Regions from separate parts of the Sus scrofa genome. Here regions 2 and 3 are each linked to region 1. Evidence: chromatin contacts called from public HiChIP or PLAC-seq data. All regions are on one chromosome and are shown on one strand. Each heading gives the region's core, a stretch centred on a gene start, on an enhancer-like site or on the middle of the called end of the contact. The rest is flanking DNA. Distances are from core to core; before and after follow the strand shown. Region 1 holds the start of ZFP36L1 (mRNA decay activator protein ZFP36L1). Region 2 has its middle 98 kb from the start of ZFP36L1. Region 3 has its middle 120 kb from the start of ZFP36L1.

The links. HiChIP or PLAC-seq counts read pairs in DNA pulled down with a chosen protein or histone mark.
Region 2: a contact with region 1 is called in an H3K27ac HiChIP or PLAC-seq map of skeletal muscle. The contact joins the enhancer-like site here to the promoter of ZFP36L1 in region 1. A contact is called at or near these places in 1 of 5 promoter capture datasets (fetal skeletal muscle), 11 of 47 Hi-C or Micro-C datasets (alveolar macrophages, embryonic fibroblasts, fetal heart ventricle and 5 more) and 2 of 2 datasets of contacts at active chromatin or transcription factors (alveolar macrophages and skeletal muscle).
Region 3: an H3K27ac HiChIP or PLAC-seq map of skeletal muscle shows a contact between it and region 1. The contact joins the enhancer-like site here to the promoter of ZFP36L1 in region 1. A contact is called at or near these places in 1 of 5 promoter capture datasets (fetal skeletal muscle), 12 of 47 Hi-C or Micro-C datasets (alveolar macrophages, embryonic fibroblasts, fetal heart ventricle and 9 more) and 2 of 2 datasets of contacts at active chromatin or transcription factors (alveolar macrophages and skeletal muscle).

Annotation. Positions count from the first base shown.
Region 1 is chr7:92,494,489-92,497,320 of Sscrofa11.1, reverse strand. It overlaps ZFP36L1 (mRNA decay activator protein ZFP36L1), which reads left to right and starts at 1,457. Exons shown (of 2, transcript XM_013989124.2): 1 at 1,457-1,950. The coding sequence starts at 1,894.
Region 2 is chr7:92,396,562-92,399,261 of Sscrofa11.1, reverse strand. No RefSeq gene overlaps it. Among named protein-coding and RNA genes, the nearest start is that of ZFP36L1, 98 kb to the left of the region's middle. Within about 2 kb of position 1,356, at least 45 of the 83 cell types and tissues checked have an H3K27ac peak or open chromatin away from gene starts, as enhancers often do. A contact at or near this core is called in alveolar macrophages, embryonic fibroblasts, fetal liver and 5 more, where this site is marked.
Region 3 is chr7:92,377,288-92,380,234 of Sscrofa11.1, reverse strand. No RefSeq gene overlaps it. Among named protein-coding and RNA genes, the nearest start is that of ZFP36L1, 120 kb to the left of the region's middle. Within about 2 kb of position 1,359, at least 44 of the 83 cell types and tissues checked have an H3K27ac peak or open chromatin away from gene starts, as enhancers often do. A contact at or near this core is called in alveolar macrophages, embryonic fibroblasts, fetal skeletal muscle and 6 more, where this site is marked.

The sequences.
Region 1 (2,832 bases), core at 208-2,707:
AGGCTGACGAATAAATAAGAAATGCAGTAAAAATGTGTGTGTGTGTGTGTGTGTGTGTGTTGGTGGTGGTGTGAGAGTGCGACTCAGGCGCTCTACTCCGCCCGCCCCGTCCTTTCCAAAGAAACGTGCTCATAATGGGGTGACCTAATTACATCGCAATGGAACCCGCTCTTAGCCACTCAGCGCACAGGGTTTCATAACAGACCCGGCCGCCTCGAGTGCTGGGAAGAAACGTGCGAGGGCCAAGGAGGCGTCCGGGCACGCGGGGAAATAGGAAAGAAATGCGGCCCCAAGATTTCCATCACGGTCTTCTCGCCAGCAACCCGTGGGCAGTGGGGCACACGTTGACAACTTTTTATTTGGGTGGGTGAAGGGGCATCTGAACTTAACAGTAAATAAATATATACTTCCCAGTTTTCAAAAGCATAATAATCAATTGGGGCATTTCGGTTTCGAGGATCCCATATCCCCCCTCCTCCCATCCCGCCAAAACAGCTCACTGTGACAAGCCATATGTTCCGTTCCCCTGGGGGCGGGGGAGAAGCAACAATAAGTTAAAAGTGTCGCCTTCCTCCATCTCTTTACCTTTATTTTACCAAAGCAACTTTTTTTTCCTTGTTCAGTGGTTTAGGTGTATGTGTGTGTGTGTGTGCGTGTGTGTGTGTGTGCGCGCGCATGTGTGTTGGTAGGGGTAGTTTCGGCGCGGCCCGTGGTTCAGAGTGCGCGGGGAAAGTTGTGCCTTGCTGGGTGGGTTTTTTTTTTCCCTCCGAGGAGGAGAAGAGGCGCTCATGAGGATTCGGGTTTTCTTTACAAAAACGTTTAAAGATCGATGTGTGAAATAAATACACTCCCAAGCCTGTTAAAACAATCCGCCAGGGCCGTGGTCTTTTCGCTAACAACCCGCCCCCCCCACCCCTCCAGTCCACTCTCGGAGGGTGTCCGCTGCAAAGCGATCGCGGGTGTAGACGCGTGCGGCGGGCTAAATCGCTCTGTGCTCGTCCCCGCCAGGCCAGGGCCTCCTGGGGGGAAAAAAGTCTCCTAATCCTCCTCTCTCAACCCCCATCCCCGCCCCTGAAAAAAAACAAAACCCTAAACTTGAACGCTTTGTGAGCTTCTTATTTTCAATCTCCTCTCCCCGTGGGGTTTGCGGAGGGGAGCCGAGTGCGAAAGAAAACTCGGGGAAAGAGTAAGTTATGCGGGTACTTGGAGAAGTTTCAAGGGAGATCTGCTCAAGATGGAAACCGCAGCCCGGGCGCTAAGGACGGGCTTCTGCTCCAGCTTGCAAAAAGAGAAAGTCGAGCCCGCCTTCCTGCCCGACAAAAAAACAACAACACAACAACAAGAACCCCGAAGAGGGTGGAATGAGTGATGTCACAGAGCCGCGCTCGCAGGCTGACAAAGGGGGGGGCTCCCCTCCTCCCCCCGCGCGGCGCACCGCCCCAGAGAGGGGCGCCTGCAGCGAGGGGTAGCCAAGCGAGCGGAGTCGAAACTTTTCCTCTTTAAGAAAAAAAGTTGTGCGCAGCTCGCAGTGGGTTTTTTTTTTTTTCTTCTTTGCCTTCTTTCCTCGTCTCCCCTCCCCCTTCTTCCTTTTGAAAGTTTCTTTCTTTTTTTTTTTCCCCCGAGTTTGACCGCATGGCTGATTCAACTTCAGTGTCAATCAACTTTTTTTCCTCCTCTTCCTCATTTAAATAAGTTTAAAGCTCCTCCCTCTTCTCCGGCCCACCAAATCTGAAACTTATATAAATTGGGCTTCGCGCGCCGCAGCCGGGGAGAGTCAGAAAGGCGAGGGGCGCCGGGAGCAGGCGTGTGGGACTCCAGACCGGAGAGCCTTCCCCGCACCGGGACCTTCACAACAAACCAGATCCTCGTCCCTGCCCCGTGCGAGCGCCCAGGATGACTACCACCCTTGTGTCTGCCACCATCTTCGACTTGAGCGAAGTTTTATGCAAGGTAAAGTGGGGCGGAGCATTTACTTTTCTAAGCCTTTTTCTTTTTTCTCTTGTCTGCCAAAAGAACCCCCCAAAGTTTAGGTCTGGGAAGACTGGGAAAAAGCGAGGAGAGGCGAGGTAGTTGTTTTTTCCGCCCCATTTCGCCCCCCAGTTTGAAGGAATTTGGCGCTTTCCTTCCCATCCTTTGAATTTCAGCAGCTCCTGGCGGGGATTACATGGGAATCTGGAGTCCAGAGTTTTGAGGGGCGAAGTTTACGTGGGGCTGCCCGGGGGACGCGGGGCATTGACCGGGGCAGTTTTTTTTTTTTTTCTTTTTTTCGGTGATTCATTCGTCCATAACGTGCTGCTTTTGAGCCCGGTTTCGGTAGTGGGCTCGGTTTCCCTGTGAGCGCTCAGGGTGTCGCCGCTGCCGGGCGACACCGCTGCCGGGAGGGGGTTCGAGTCTCTCCAGCCACATTGCCGGACTGCGGCTCGGGAAGTGGGGGTCCGGTGGAGAGGTAAATCTCAGGACAGTGTTTTGCTGGGATGTGTCCCCTTCTGTTCTGGAGAGGCTGGGGATCTGCGAGAAAAAGGCCAAGAGTTGTGATTCAAAGGATGTTGCAAAACGAGTTTGCAGTGGGACTTCAGCTCGCCACAGTTCGGCCAGGCTTCCTCCTGTGATAGCCGATCTCCTGCAGACTTTGGGCGAACGTGGGACTCGCTCACCTTTTTTTTCCCAAGGGACCGCGACTCGTAGATGTAGAGGGAATTGGGCGGGGGGGTACCGACAACGAAACTCCTGTTTGAGTTCAAGGGTCTCCGCGAGGAAGGATATAATAGGGGCCTCCTTAAGCCGTGTAGCTTGCCAGCCGGTGTGGAAAAAGGCAAGTTTTAAATCCCGAGT
Region 2 (2,700 bases), core at 107-2,606, 98 kb after region 1:
AGATGGGGGATGGACCTGTGGAGGACCAGGGGACCCCTTTCTATGGCTCATGGCCTTTTTCCAGAGCAGTGGTTCTCCCTGGAGGCAGGGAGGTGATCCCCAGCCCCAGGGGCATTTGGCAATGTCTGGAGATATTTTTGGTTGTCACGACTGGCGAGGGCGGAAGGGATGCTACTGGCATTTTTTGGGCAGAAGTTGGAGATGCTGCTAAACATCTTACAATGCACAAGACAACCCCTAGAACCAAGGATTCTCCTAGCTGAAGTGTCAACAGTGCCGAAGTTGAGAAAGACGAGAGATGAGGCTAAGGCAGCTGGTGCGGGGAGCCTCACGTTTGAGAGGTGGCCTCCAGGGGCTTCCATGGGTCCAGTGATGACTGAGTCTCAGGGCACCTCTGCAGCCTTCCCTGCTCTTTCGGGCCTTGGCATGGAGCCACGATTCTCTCTGCAGGACTGGTCCTGCTCCTCCCTGTCCACCCTATCCCTGCTGCCGTATTTGGGGCTGAGGGGCAATTTCAACAGCCCATGGGTATGAGATGTTCAAGAAGCCTCTTCTCTTATTTCGCTCCATGTCAGCCCATAGTTTTAGAAGGGCAAGGAAGTGAGGGCTTTCTTACCATTTTTCAAAAAAACACGACACATAGAGGAATTTTAAAGAAATTTCTCTATAATAATAGGAGTCAACACCATCAATTGCTTCTTTTGTACTAGGAACTTTCACATACGTGATATGGTATCATGATCACATGGACCTTGGCCACAGGTAATATTATTACTCCTTGAAAAAAAAACAACCCAAACCCAGCTGAAGTCCAGACAGGTTCCTTAATTCGCCCAAGTGAGAGACCTAGAAAGAGGTGGTGCTGAGACTGGGACCACATTTTTGCCTGCAAATCTGTAATTAGAGCACCATTGAAGATTTCGCCTGTAGGAACCTTGCAGGTGAAAAGGACCACGAGGGTTCTTGTGTCTGTCTGGCCCTGGTGGGGAAGCTGGGAGAGGAGCTGTGGACAGGTGACCACAGGAAAGGGGGCCGCCAGGAAGAGGAGGCTACTAGAGGCCACGGCTGATTCTTGTGAGGGGATGACTCAGCCTGGGCCAGGGAGGGTCCTTTTTGTCCTCCCAGGCCCATATCTGCACCCCGGGGAAGCCCAGCCATGCCATCTAACCCTGGGGTTGATAAAACTGCCCAAAAGGAAGGACTAGGCTGCCCTTTGCTGCCCAGAGAGCAGCCATCCAGCCTCGTCTCTCCAGGCATCCAGGCGTCCATCTGTCTGTCTGGGGAGCTCTGGCTGGGCTGCTGGCTGCTGCAGGGGAGCTTGGAGGCTGCAGGAGGCCGGCAGTAAACAGGAAATGGTTAAGTAAGAGCAGGTGGAGCATGCCGGGTGCTGGAGCAGGGCAGGAAATAGCTGAGCGGCTGAATGGACTCAAAAGAATGCCCTGCCCTCCTCCCCGGGGCTCTGGCAAAAGCACTGTCCACCCACTCCTCCCTGGCGGTGCTGTGAGGCGCCCAGCCTGGAAGCAGCCTGACCCCAGGGCCCTTCTCAGCTCTGCAGGGGGTGGTGCTGGGGTGGGGGAGGGGGTGAGGGACCCAGGAACCAGGAAGTCCAGCCAGGACCAATGAGGCAAGAAGGAGGGAGTTGCTCCCCTGCGGGTGGGAGGGTGGGGCCGCCCATCAGGCCCAAGTTTAGTGGCCCAGGTGTGAGGGGCTGCGGGAGGCGGGCAGGTGCCCCAAGAACCAGCAGCTGTCTTCTTCTTCCAGGGCCCTTTGCACTGACTGCAACTCCCAGAATGTTCTGTCTCGGCCTGGGTGGAGCACACAGCCAGGTGTGCAGCCTGAGATCCGGAGAGGAAGGCCAGACACAATGGGGTTCCCTCCCTCCAGACCTCAAAGTTGCTCATTTTCAGATAGGTTTCTGTGCTCTGCCCTGGAATAAAGTGAGTGGTGCTCTCTTGGCCCCCCGGCTCCCCTTCAGAGTGATCTAATCTTGCAGGCAAACAGGACTCTGCTTCCTGGGGTCCCCTTGCCAGTGAGCTTCTCCCCCACAACAGATGGTCTAGGTTCTCTGGCCTTGAAGCTGACCCATCGCTGTCCGAGGACTCCAGGGCATCCAGGTCTGAACTCCCACCCAGGCCTCATTGGGCAGAGATGCCCACAATGCTGGGCACCTAGTGGCACACAGGGATGCTGAGGCCGGAGTAGTCTGTCCCCATTGCTGGCTTGTTGCCCAGCACATGGCTCCTGGGAGCATCAGAGCAGCAGCGGGAAGCTGATGGCTTTGATGCCTGCCTGAGGAGGGAGGGGGACCAGTGGGGAAGAAGCTGTGCTCTTGACAGCAGTGGACATCAAGGGTGTCGCAATCCCCAAAGAATGATAGCAACCCCACTTTATTGGTATCTGTCCCATTTGTTCATAGTAAGTATATATTTAAGTATATACCTATATTTATTTATACACACTATTGACTTTAAAACCCTACAGCAACCCAAAGAAGAAGCACTTTGTTCCCATTTTACAGATGAGGAAACTGAGACACAGAGAAGTGAAGTAACTTGCCCTAGTAGTAAAGCAGCTGGAGCTTCGGGAACTCTGATTTCAAACCTGGGCAGATGGGTCCAGTCCCTACTCCAGCCACTGTGGTGAACTGCTTACGTGGGAACCTTTTGAGGAGGCCATCCTGGTTCCCCTGGAGTTTGCTAA
Region 3 (2,947 bases), core at 110-2,609, 120 kb after region 1:
TCCGAGCCGCGTCTGTAACCTACACCACAGCTCACAGCAACGCCGGATCGTTACCCCACTGAGCAAGGGCAGGGATCGAACCCGCAACCTCATGGTTCCTAGTCGGATTCGTTAACCACTGCGCCACGACGGGAACTCCCCATTCCTCCCTTTTGGCCTCTATTCTCTTTCTTAAGGAGAAGACCTCCTGCTTTTTTTTTTTTTTTTTATCACCTGGGTTCAGACAACCCCTTTCCCCGTGGACAGTTCTGACTAGACCAGAATGTGAGCAGGTGGAAAGCTGCGACTTTCCAAGAGTCTCTCTGTTTGGACTGACCGCTCTGCGCATCCTGATCCTGAGAGCCAAGGGAATGAGGGTGCGGCAGAGAGGCAGCCACTGCACCAGGCTTCAGAACAGCTTCGTTGGCTGTGCCTCAGTTTCCCCACCAGGAGCCTGGCATGGAGGGGTTTTGCAAAGCCAATTCGGGGAAATTCCTGAGACTGGAGGCAGCTCTGGTCCTTTCCAGATCCTCTTCTTCAGACTTCCCCAGAGTCAGATGTCCAGCCACACAAATTCTTCTTGTCCATTCTGTGGCCCAAACAGCCTAGGGCACGTTGGAGGCTGGAGACAATGGTGGTTTCGCTGAGGCCATCAGAAAAAGCGTGCTCGGCCACAGGCTGGGCCCATGCGATGCTCATGAAACTGGAGGGGGCTGCCCAGCTTCCCTGTGGGACAGAGCTCGCTCACTGGGTCCAGCAAAGGCCTCGTTCAATTGGCCTGTCTTCTTTCCTCTCTGCTGGGGGCTGTCCTTCTCCTTCTTTCTCCGACGGCCCTCTTCTTTCTAAGCTCTCAGCACCATGGAACTGCACGGCCTCTGAGACCTGGAGCATCTCAAAGAGCCAGCTTTTTTCCAGCCAGCTCCATCGCTGTGAAGAGTCTGAGGGCTTTTTCTTTTAAAGATAAGTTGGGGAAAGGGTTAGAAGTGCTGAGAAGTCACGTCTGTTTCTTCTTTCTTTTCCTTTCCCCCTCTGGGGCTGAGAGACTAGATTTTTTTCCTTTTTACAGTACATTTTGGCAGGCCCCATTTTTTTTCTGACAGAAAAAAAAAATAACAGGCATATTTTGGGCGATTACTCAACTGGGGTCCTTTGTGACAGGATATGCAGCTGCGTGACTAATGGAGCTGGCTTTCTCCTGGCTTCCTTCCCCTTTCAGAGCTCTTGTTTACTGCCCTATACAAAAAAAAAAAAAAAAAAAAAAAAAAAAAAAGCCATAAGTTACAGATTTTTATAAAAAAAAATGCCTCGTGAGATACTCAAAGGCAATAAATCCTCTGGATATTCCATTTCCAGGGCTGCAAACTCCCCGCCCTCTCCCACTTTTTCTTTTCAAATGTTCAAGCTCTTGACTCACAACATGTGAATCTTCTCCCACCCCACAGGCCCGCTTTCTTGTGAACATATGTCCAGCAGATCATCTATGTGAGTGTGTCTGAGTGTGTGTGTGTGTGTGTGTGTGTGTGTGAGAGAGAGAGAGAGAGAGAGAGAGAGAGAGAGAGTGGGGGGTGGGGGAGGGGTGCACGATGAAAACCATATTTTTGCTGCTTAACTCAGCAATTGCTAAAGGAAGGAATAATGACTTCCAGGGGCCTCGGGACATTTTTTTTTTTTTTTCTTCTTTTCCAAGGCTTTTGTGTTTCCATAATCTATGACAATTTTGTGGTGTAAGCAAAAGTTATTAGGAAACATGGAACTAACTACACGGGGTAGGGTATGTTCTTTGCAGGGACGGATGGTCTCTTTACAGAGGAAATCCAAATTTGGCTGGCTTTGGAATTCAGAATTCTTGGGCTTCCCATAGAACTTTTGGGAGAAACTCTCTAGCTTGCAGTGTTTGACCACTGGAACTGGCCTTTGGTTTTTCTAGAGATCAATCAGTTTGTTATTTGAGGAGGTGTCTGGCCTAGGGATGGGAAAAGCTGACTGACTCGTTAGGATTGATGGAGACAGGTGGGTGCAGATGAGATGCAAAGTTGGTGGCCGAGCGATGGGTGGAGTCTTGTGTGATCTGGAGGAAGTCACTTAATATATGCAAGTCTCAGTGGCTCCTACGTTAAAATTAGGATAGGGAGTTTCCGTCATGGCGCAGCAGAAACAAATCTGACTAGTAGCCATGAGGATGCAGGTTCGATCCCTGGCCTCAGCAGAAACAAATCTGACTAGTAGCCATGAGGATGCAGGTTCGATCCCTGGCCTCGCTCAGTGGGTTAAGGATCTGGCGTTGCCGTGAGCTGTGGTGTAGGTCGCAGACAAAACTCAGATCCCATGTGGCTGTGGCTGTGGTGTAGGTTGGCAGCTGCAACTTCCATTTGATCCCTAGCCTGGGAATTTCCATATGCTGAGGGTGTGGCCCTAAAAAACCAAAGAAAAAAACCAACAACAAAAAAATCAGGGTAGAGTTTCCTCTCCTCCAGGTTGCTGGCAAGGGAAGGGAGGTGGTAGAAGTTCAAGGCACGGGGGAAACTGGACAGAAAGATGCAGGGCTTAGTCCTAATGCTTCTTCCTCTGGGGCCGGCTCAAGCTCTCAACAGAGGAGAGAGCCTTGTTCCCTGGGAACTCTGGTGCCATGTGATGAAGGGGAGAGTGGTTCTTGACACAGTGGCCCAGGACAGAGTATTTCAGGGCTGTGTTCCAGGATGGTGCCATCTTCAGGTTGGCCCACTCCTTAGCTATCTTCCACGCGGGGCTCAGAAGCAGAACTGATCACGTTCCTTTTCTACTTAAGACATGAGCTCATCAAACCTAATCAGCAGGCACCACTCACCCCATCTTGCCCGCTTTGTTTTTTGTACCTGACTCATCCTTTGCCCGGACTCTGCCCATGAAGAGTGAACCCAGACACAGGTCCCTGTAGCCCCTGGCACAGCCTTTTCCCTGAATGTTGTTTGGAGGCTCGTCTCTTCCTTTA